3 separate regions of the Mus musculus genome follow, and all the other regions are linked to region 3. The links are chromatin contacts, called in public Hi-C maps. All regions are on one chromosome and are shown on one strand. The core of a region is the stretch at or near the end of the contact, and the rest is flanking DNA. Distances in the headings are between cores, read along the strand shown.

The links. Hi-C and Micro-C count contacts between places; a contact is called where the count stands out from the background.
Region 1: a Hi-C map of liver shows a contact between it and region 3, with 3 times the contacts expected there. The contact joins the enhancer-like site here to the promoter of Hao1 in region 3. A contact is called at or near these places in 1 of 39 promoter capture datasets (macrophages), 3 of 484 Hi-C or Micro-C datasets (the G1E-ER4 cell line, cardiomyocytes and liver) and 1 of 9 other capture datasets (adipose tissue).
Region 2: a contact with region 3 is called in a Hi-C map of liver, with 1.8 times the contacts expected there. The contact joins the enhancer-like site here to the promoter of Hao1 in region 3. A contact is called at or near these places in 5 of 39 promoter capture datasets (the 3T3-L1 cell line, 3T3-L1-derived adipocytes, the HPC-7 cell line and 2 more), 2 of 484 Hi-C or Micro-C datasets (bone marrow-derived macrophages and liver) and 2 of 9 other capture datasets (adipose tissue and macrophages).

What each region holds. Positions count from the first base shown.
Region 1 is chr2:134,843,191-134,845,890 of GRCm38.p6, forward strand. The region is part of intron 2 of Plcb1 (phospholipase C, beta 1); the gene reads left to right. Among named protein-coding and RNA genes, the nearest start is that of Plcb1, 58 kb to the left of the region's middle. Within about 2 kb of position 1,416, at least 16 of the 459 cell types and tissues checked have an H3K27ac peak or open chromatin away from gene starts, as enhancers often do. A contact at or near this core is called in the G1E-ER4 cell line and liver, where this site is marked.
Region 2 is chr2:134,929,906-134,932,605 of GRCm38.p6, forward strand. All of the region lies in intron 2 of Plcb1 (phospholipase C, beta 1), which reads left to right. It overlaps Gm39941 (a long non-coding RNA gene), which reads left to right. Exons shown (of 2, transcript XR_866761.2): 1 at 1-309; 2 at 1,159-2,700. Among named protein-coding and RNA genes, the nearest start is that of Gm39941, 14 kb to the left of the region's middle. Within about 2 kb of position 1,261, at least 16 of the 459 cell types and tissues checked have an H3K27ac peak or open chromatin away from gene starts, as enhancers often do. A contact at or near this core is called in 3T3-L1-derived adipocytes and liver, where this site is marked.
Region 3 is chr2:134,552,688-134,555,668 of GRCm38.p6, forward strand. It overlaps Hao1 (hydroxyacid oxidase 1, liver), which reads right to left and starts at 1,665. Exons shown (of 8, transcript NM_010403.2): 1 at 1,509-1,665. The coding sequence starts at 1,645.

The DNA of each region.
Region 1 (2,700 bases), core at 166-2,665, 290 kb after region 3:
TAACCTTATAGAGCTTCCGACTCTGTACCTCACCATGAGCATATCATTCTTCTCCCAGCCCTGATCCTACAATTTATCTTCGTCTTAGCTCCTCATGTCATCTTCCTTGACATCCCCATATTAAACCTCTGGAATTGTCTTCTTCCTCTCGGGATACCTCAACAGGTACCATATCCTTTGGGTATATCTGTAATTCTGCCCTCTTTCTATTTCATCAGTGACCATTCTAATTAGGTTCACAGTTTTCTCTTTAATCACATATTTTATAGTGGCACAAGACGTTCTCAGTCCACTCTTTTGGTGATGGAAGTGGCTGGCCAGACACCGTTTACTTCATAGAGTTCTTATGATTGATTTTTCTCCATAGTCCTTGGCTTTGATGCCTGTTAAAATAAATACCAGTGTCTGCAATAGAGAATGAGTGTGGTGGTGGCAGTATTCCCACTTCTGGCTTTCACATAGCTACTATGAATGAGAGTTTGAATATATAATTCAAGTTTCAGACTCCAGCAGTGCCTACTGTATGTATAGTGGTAGAGAAAGAGTTAAAGTAAATAGCTAAACTATAAACAAATATGGCTACTGTCTAGTGTGTGCTGGGTTGATGATGGTGGTGGTTTTCTTATGCCTTATAGGCACATTGGAATGAAACATGATAAAAAATTTCATAAAGAAGAAATGATTATTGAACCAAGTAGTTTAAGATTCAACAATGATCAGATTGATTAATTTTTTATTAATTTTTTGCTTAATGAGTAAATTATATCTCCTCTTGTAGGGGAAATAAGTCCTTTGAAATGAGGGGCATGCTGGTTTAGTATTTTAGTAATGATTTTACTATAAAGGTATGGGTGAACATCATGTTTATGTGAATCTGTACTGAAATTCATACATTTTATTAAAATATGTACTATGTTTATTTTATTCCTATTAGGAGATATTCCATTTGCACATGTAAAAAACGGACATTTTGGAAGCAGAGATGCTGCACAAGGGAAATGAATCCCTTTCTACTTTGCAACAAAGGTTCTGGCAGGCACAGTCTGATGTTCTCATAGGAAGCCCAGTGACCTTGTGGATGAATGGATTTTTCAATCACATTGTAAAGTTTGCCATAATTTGTCATCCATATAGTCTTAAGAAGCAGGGTTATGACAATATATTGATTCTCCATCCCCCACATCTTATATTACTTCCAGTAAGATTTATCTAAGAGCTAGATCTCTTTCAGCTTGGGAGAACTTGAGTGCCGACAACTTCCCTCTTCCTTGCTATTTGTCACATGCAGAGCCACTGAGGAACTCAAGCACTTTGGGGATGCTTTGCTCAGAAAACAAGTTGCATAAGTATCCAGGAGAAGAATAGTAGGAAGGGTAGTTTTAACAGAATATTTGTTAATGTTCTATTAGGTCACAAGGCTGTGACTTGAGAGCAGCTGGCTTGTTGCTAGGGTATCCCGAATTGGTAGTGAACAAGCACTCTGCTTGTTCCCTTTTCTCACCGACAGACACATTAAGACACAGAAACAAAGACCTATAGATTCTGTATACACTTCTAGAGTCAGAGTTCTTCAGATCAGATGGCAGGTGACTCCATTTCCCTGTGTTTTTGAAGCAGCAGACCCCTCCCCCCTTTTTTACTAGTTGTACATATCCCCATGCCTTTTCCGGGAAGCCTTGTTAATTATTAATCAGGTCAGTGTATGAACCTCATGAAATTCTCAGATAAGGACTTTCTTGATATCTCTTTTTACACTCACTGTTAAAAGTATACAGATTAGTGTTATTTTTGCTTGATTATGTGAAACTGTTCAGTTCTACACTTGAGAAAAATCCTAACTGTTCCCAAATACCAATACTCCTGTTTTGAAACTTGAAATTCTTTCCCCTTGCCATCAGAGATAAGTTATGCGTTGTGGTTAGTGAGCTTGATGCCCACATGTAATCTTGTGTTTATGATGGCAGAATGAGGTGGGGAGTCAGTTTTTTTTTTTTTTTTTGAATCCTGGTTCTTCAGGTCGGTTGGCTACTGAGTTTAGAGGCTGAGGCATCTACAGGCAACCTGTAGGTGCATAATGGTTCTGATTGCGTTTTATTCATAACACCCAGATTATTTACCAGCTTAAAGCTGGCTATTTAAGGGTGAGCATTAACTCTTTAGCAGCACTGGGAGCTCTTTAATAAGTAACTAAAGACCTGGAGGTGATCTCTATTTTTCTAAATGCACTGGCTTTTATTACAGGTGCAGTTCACTGAAGGTCACTCGGTGGTTTCAAATATTTAATGTCCTTTTCTAAGAGAGTGGCCCCAGGCCAGTGAGGAAGCTGGATAGAATGTTATTTGTCAGTGCCCTGTGCCTAGCACACTAAGCCAGGTCGTAGTAGTTGTGTTCTGGCAAGGAAAGCAAATTGACAGATGTGACTGGAGATAGTAGGAGGGCCTTGGATGAAACACATTAATGAGGTAAGAGTATATGCATCAGGGCTTCCAGCTGAATATATTTGTGGCTTTTGGGGAGTAATGTTTTATTTTGATGTAATTTCAAACTTAAAAGAAAATTAATAAGACCAAAACAAGGAACTGTACACTGCTGTATGGGGGGAGTTGAAATGACTAAAGACAACATTAAGGGCACATGACCAGTAACATCACCTCCTGGGAAGATTGAGGGCTACGAAAAGAGCTGTCTGTCATCCAGGGC
Region 2 (2,700 bases), core at 11-2,510, 380 kb after region 3:
AAAAGGCCCTAAAGATAAAATGTTTATTGTAGGTCTGTAGCATATTGTCTTCCTTCCTTTCTTCCTTCCTTGCTTCCTTCCAACCTTCCTTCCTTCTTTTAAACTATATTTGAAATTTAAAATAATGTTGTTTTGAAAGAAACGATGCACATTATTATATTAGCATTTTAATCAGCTTCAAGTAGCCGAACCAAAGCTTAAAATTTGTGATTCTACATCTGCCCCCAAGGAATCCTATGTAGCAACATGAAAGAGTGAAGTCTGATATTTACAGCCTTGGGTGTCCTTCTAAAACATGATGCTGAGGAGGTAAGCTTATACATCTTATATTTGCATGAATTTGGAAACAAACAAAATTAATCTGTAGTATCTAAAGAAATCCTGGTTGCTTCAGGCCCGAGATTGACTAAGAACATGGGGGCCCTCCAGGTCATGCAGATAACCCACATGTTAGTAGGGTGTGCATAATGTGAGTGCTTCTATCAAAATTCACAAATGTATACTAAAATATCTATATTTGTACCACATCAACACTTGTAAAAGTAAAATACTTTGTTATGAAGTCAATTATTAAAAAAAAAACCCTGAAAACAGATAAAAGTGAATTGGCCTTTATTGGTCTTACAGCAGTTTCATCTACAATGTTAGATATTTGAGTGGGTATATCTATTCTGTTACAGTGCATATTTGCGAGCCTCAGGATCCCTCTGAGACTATGTCTGGTCTAGAAAGCATTGCATTCATTTATAGTTTTCTGCAATCAGTGGGAGCTTGATTGAGTTAGAAAGCGTACCATTTGAATTTCACTGTGATCTATCTTCCTTTTTAGAAATGAGAGGAGAGACGTACTTAACTGTGTTTGATTGAGTGACAGTTGATAGATCTTGTTTCTCAGTGTGAGGCTAGGTTTAATCTCTATTAAATGCACATGTCACTTCTCAGATGCTGGCTGGCTTGATGATTTGAAAGGACCTCGGGTAATAAGCAAATATTTCTATGACTCTAGAGTCACTGTTTGCTCTTAGCAGGACCTAGGTTTTTCTCAGTTGCCACTTATACTTGGCTAGGGAGCTGAAGACAGTCAAATTCTAAGGCCACTAGCTGATGATCTAGTTGATGCCCTAAGTCTGTGATTAATCTATATTGTATTCTTGGCAGAAACACATAATTACAAATGAGGGATTGGATTGTGCCCTCAGGAGGAACGTGAGTCCCTGATCTATACCCACAGTGCCAGTTCGCTGCTTAGTTGGTGCCTTCTGTGGACAAGGTACAGTGATTTGGAGGTGACCCTTGCTCTTTGTAGAATTTTGAAGTGTTTGAGAGGGTGCTTAACCTCTACTCCAGCATGACTTTTCTTTAAAGCAGAATGCAACACATTTTTTTCGGATCAGAAAATGCAACAGCAGAGACCAGTGCCGTTTATGTCTTTGAAAAATGTGCTATATAGCAGCTGTCCCAAGATGTACCAACTAGCTCAGGGATGGATGGCTCATATCATGTGCTGGGCTCCGGGATGCTCTTCCGGATGGCCAGTGTAACTGTTGCTTCACTGCTTCCAATGCTCCTGCAGGTCTCTTGTGTCCCAGCCTAATGAGAAACTCTCAGAACTCGTTTCGCCTAAATACTAAAGAGTCACCGTACCTTGCTGATCATGACATTCAACTGGAGAAAATTATCCTGGAAACCAGAAGGTCTATCAGGCAAACTCGGGTTATTGACAGGCTAAGAACATTTGTCAGGGCACTGGATTTCTTCTTCAAAGAGAAAGAAATATCTCCCTCTTCCCAGAGTCATTAGATATAAGCTCCCCCTTTTCTGTTTCAGACTGTAGTCTCTCATATAACAAAAAGGGGTGTGTGGAATCCTTCTTATCCTTGAAGGTCATGTTCAGCTCTTATTTTGTCCTTTTCCACTCCCATTAAATTTCTTGTCTCCAAGTCTTGCTTACCCTGTTTCCTCTGATTCTGGACCAAGGCAGCCTGCTAAGCCTGCAAGAACACCAGGCAGGCAAAGGGAGTCTGAATGTTTGCCTAAACTCTCTGAGCTGTTAAAGTGAAACACTGAGGGCAAAGGCTAACTGCAAGTGATGGAATTAAATATTTACCATGTTAGCCATGACCACTCAGGGGTTTCAGGAAAAGCTAACCATATTGCATGGAGTTTTTTCTCCTGCTTTCCAGATGATATCCAGTCTCGAGTAAATTTGCCAGCTCTCGGGGAACGCTATTCAGCAACATTAATTTCTTTGCCTACTTACAGTTTCAAGCAATTATAATCTTGGCAGTTTCACCTGCCTTGAGTAAGAACTTGTACACTTTGTTGATATCTGGCAGAACTAACACTCTCCTGCAAAGACTTACGTTTCAATACTGCTAATTCTACAAGGCACTTGAGCTGTGGATTAGCGTTTTATGGACATTTGGGCCAAAGTTTTATTACTCAATTGTCTCAAATGGAAAAATATATTTAAAAAAAAAACAAGACATTTGGGGTTTGTGTTCTTTTTTCAATGCCCTTATTAAGTTAGTTGGTTTTGTAAGGTGCTAGGTATTGGAACACTAACTCATATTGGATACTCCGCTGTAGAAATTGACATAATGAGTATTGACTTGGGGCTCAACCTTCTTTAGGAAGAACCATGTCAGCTCAGAGCTCCTAAGAGGGTGGCAGGTACATTTTCAGTGACTGTATTATAAT
Region 3 (2,981 bases), core at 415-2,914:
TTAATAAGTTGGACCATATGAGCTGAGGTGTCTAAAAGGGTAGAGAAGGCTTTGTAGAAATGGAATTGGTGACCACCAGCAGCAATGCTCATATACAGCTCTATACATCAGTCAAGGGCATGGAAGTCTTTTGCTATAAAAGCCCAGAACAGCTAAGTTGTGGCTTAAGGAGAGCACTCAGGAAATCTATTTATCTGGGGGACACAGTGGCATAACCCCAAGAAGGAACATTTACAAGAGTAGGAAATGTTGAAGAAGTCAATAATAATAATAATAATAATAATAATAATAATAATAATAATTGATAAAGTTCAGAACTCTAAGCTCCTGCATTATTAACCAATTACCCATCTACAACTTCCCCAGCATTTGTGTGTTCAGGAAGGATTCAGAAAAAGCCTGATCAAGGACTTCAGAGGTTGGGAAGACATCCTGCTCTCCACACTATTCCCACCCATGCTCTGCTACCAACCTGTGTGTAACATGGCTGCTGCCAACAAGAGACTGCCTTGATTACAATGATTTAATTTCTCCTAATCAGAAAAATAAAGGCAATTCTGAGTGTTTTTTCTCCAGATCAAAGAAGAAATAGGAAAGAAGGCAGATTTTCTACCCTTGGATATTTTCCGTCCATTTCCGTTTAATAAGTGATCACAAATGGAGAACCCCGTTGCCCACTGCCATCACTCATGACTACAATGGAAGAGGAATGGCGTGGAAAGAGTGAGATATGGGAAAGCCCCCTCAGATAGTTGGCTAAGACAAAAAAGAAGAAGGAAGAAAGAAAGAAAGAAAGAAAGAAAGAAAGAAAGAAAGAAAGAAAGAAAGAAAGAAAGAGAGAGAGAAAGAAAGAAAACATACCCGTTTAAAGTTATCTTATTTTCTGTTTTTACCACAAAAAAAAGAAAGAAAGAAAAAGAAAAGAGAAAAAAGAAAGCAAGCACCTACTGTCTCGTGTCTGAAACATGAAAGCCTGGGGGAAATAATGTGAGAAGAGAGAAGAAGCACTTTTCAGGAGGCATGAGGCAGCAAGGGTAAAAGGCAGATGCTACACAGACTTACTGCAATCTGAAGCAAAAGTGTAGGCAACCTAATATCAAAGTGAATGTCAATGGAGAAAGCCAACAGGATGGGAACATGGGAAGCAATAATTGTATCGGGTTCAACTGGATAGGGTGGCAGTTCCATTTAAAGCTGTCCTAGTCCATCAACACAAGTATTCTCTGTAACACTCTAATACAAAGCAAATAACACCATCAGCAATTATAACAATCTGTATGTATAGTTAAATTAATTACTGGCACAGTTCAAGAAAAGATACTGCTCGCTTTTGCCACCAATCCATCAATCTTCAAGATATCCAGATTTGTCACATTTGGGAAATGTTCTACTTATGAAGCACAAATCCAGGCAATCATTTTTATACCGTCACATAAAACTACATTTCATTCTCATGCAATGTCTTTGTGTGATATAACAACACAAGTTTAAATAGCAAAGTTTCTTACCTAGAAAATGCTTGGATGTTATCAGCTAACGTCTCCTGATCATTTGCCCCAGACCTGTAATAGTCATACACTGACTTCTGAAGCACTGATCGGACATGCTGTTCATAATCACTGATGCAGACCAGTCGAGGCAACATTGTGGCAGGGTAGGGCAACCTCAGATACTCTGGAGGGTTTTCATGAATTGCTTTTTATCCCCAGACAATTCCGTTATTTGTCAATTATTAATAGACTTTTGCCAAAGTTCATATTTAATTCTCTCTTGCTTACATCAAATGAGCAAACATTGTATGCCTAGACTTTGACATTTCATTTACAGGCTAGCCACCCAGTGGTGGAAAGCACGTAGAGTCGAGCTGAGGAGGTAGCAGAAACGGGTAGGGTTGGTCACACTGACAAAGCAGGGGATGAATTAAAAGAATGGGTCCATAGTAATAGTCTGAGAAAAAAATGGAAATAAAACCAGTAATGAATATAAGCTTGAAACTGTTTTGGGAAAAGAATTTTGATTTCATCAAAGGCGATTTGTTTGGCTTATCAATGATTTACTGTTTGGATGAATACATAGATATATTGCAATATTCCCCAATGGTTCAGGCATCAAGTAAGTAACATATGAAAACTGCAATTGCAAGTGTCAATCTCCAACAACCTTCACCAAAGAATAAAAACGGCATGAACAAAACTTTAAATTGCTCAATTTAAAGTTACTATGAGAATGTACCAACTGCGTTGCTTTGAGGCGCAAGCATCCCTGCCTGGCAGGTAACAGGCTTGTTATGAAAGTTGATCAAAGGAGTCTTAGCACCCCCAGTTTGACAATTAACAGGATTGTTAAGAAAGTCGATCAAAGTCTGGGTTGCTGCTCAGAACAGATTCAAAATTTGCAAATTAAACAACCTTTTCTTTATGCAGCCTGCCCCTTGCAACAACTGCTAGAAATTATTGTTTGTACCTTGCATCTTACATAATCAGGATGGTGAGTGGTTTAGTACTGTTTAATAAACTTTAAGCAGGTCAAATCTCAGTGATACCAAAGAAGGGAAGTAGAAGCCAGAGAGTTTTCAAAGTATGATTCTGAACCAAGAGCTGAGCATCCTCTAGAACCAGATGCCAGATAAGCATCTGCATCTTCCTGCTCAGCCGATGATGAGACACTTGGTACAGGCAGCTGGGCTGTACGAAGCCATGCCTGTGACTGTGGCTCACAATACTGTTTGAGAGCTAGGGTTTGGGCAAGAAAGGAAATAAAGGAAGAGACATGAAATGAAAACCAACTAACCAACCAACCTTCCATTCTCCTTCATTCCTGTTGCAGGTCACTGGTGGATTTAGAATGATGTCTTAAAAAGTAAACTGTGAAATGCATAGCCCTCACATTATTTTAGTAATCTCTTGGTGGCTAGGAATAAAAGTGGTTGGAGTTTAAAAACAAACTTTGCTAATTCATGACAACCACATTGACTAAATATT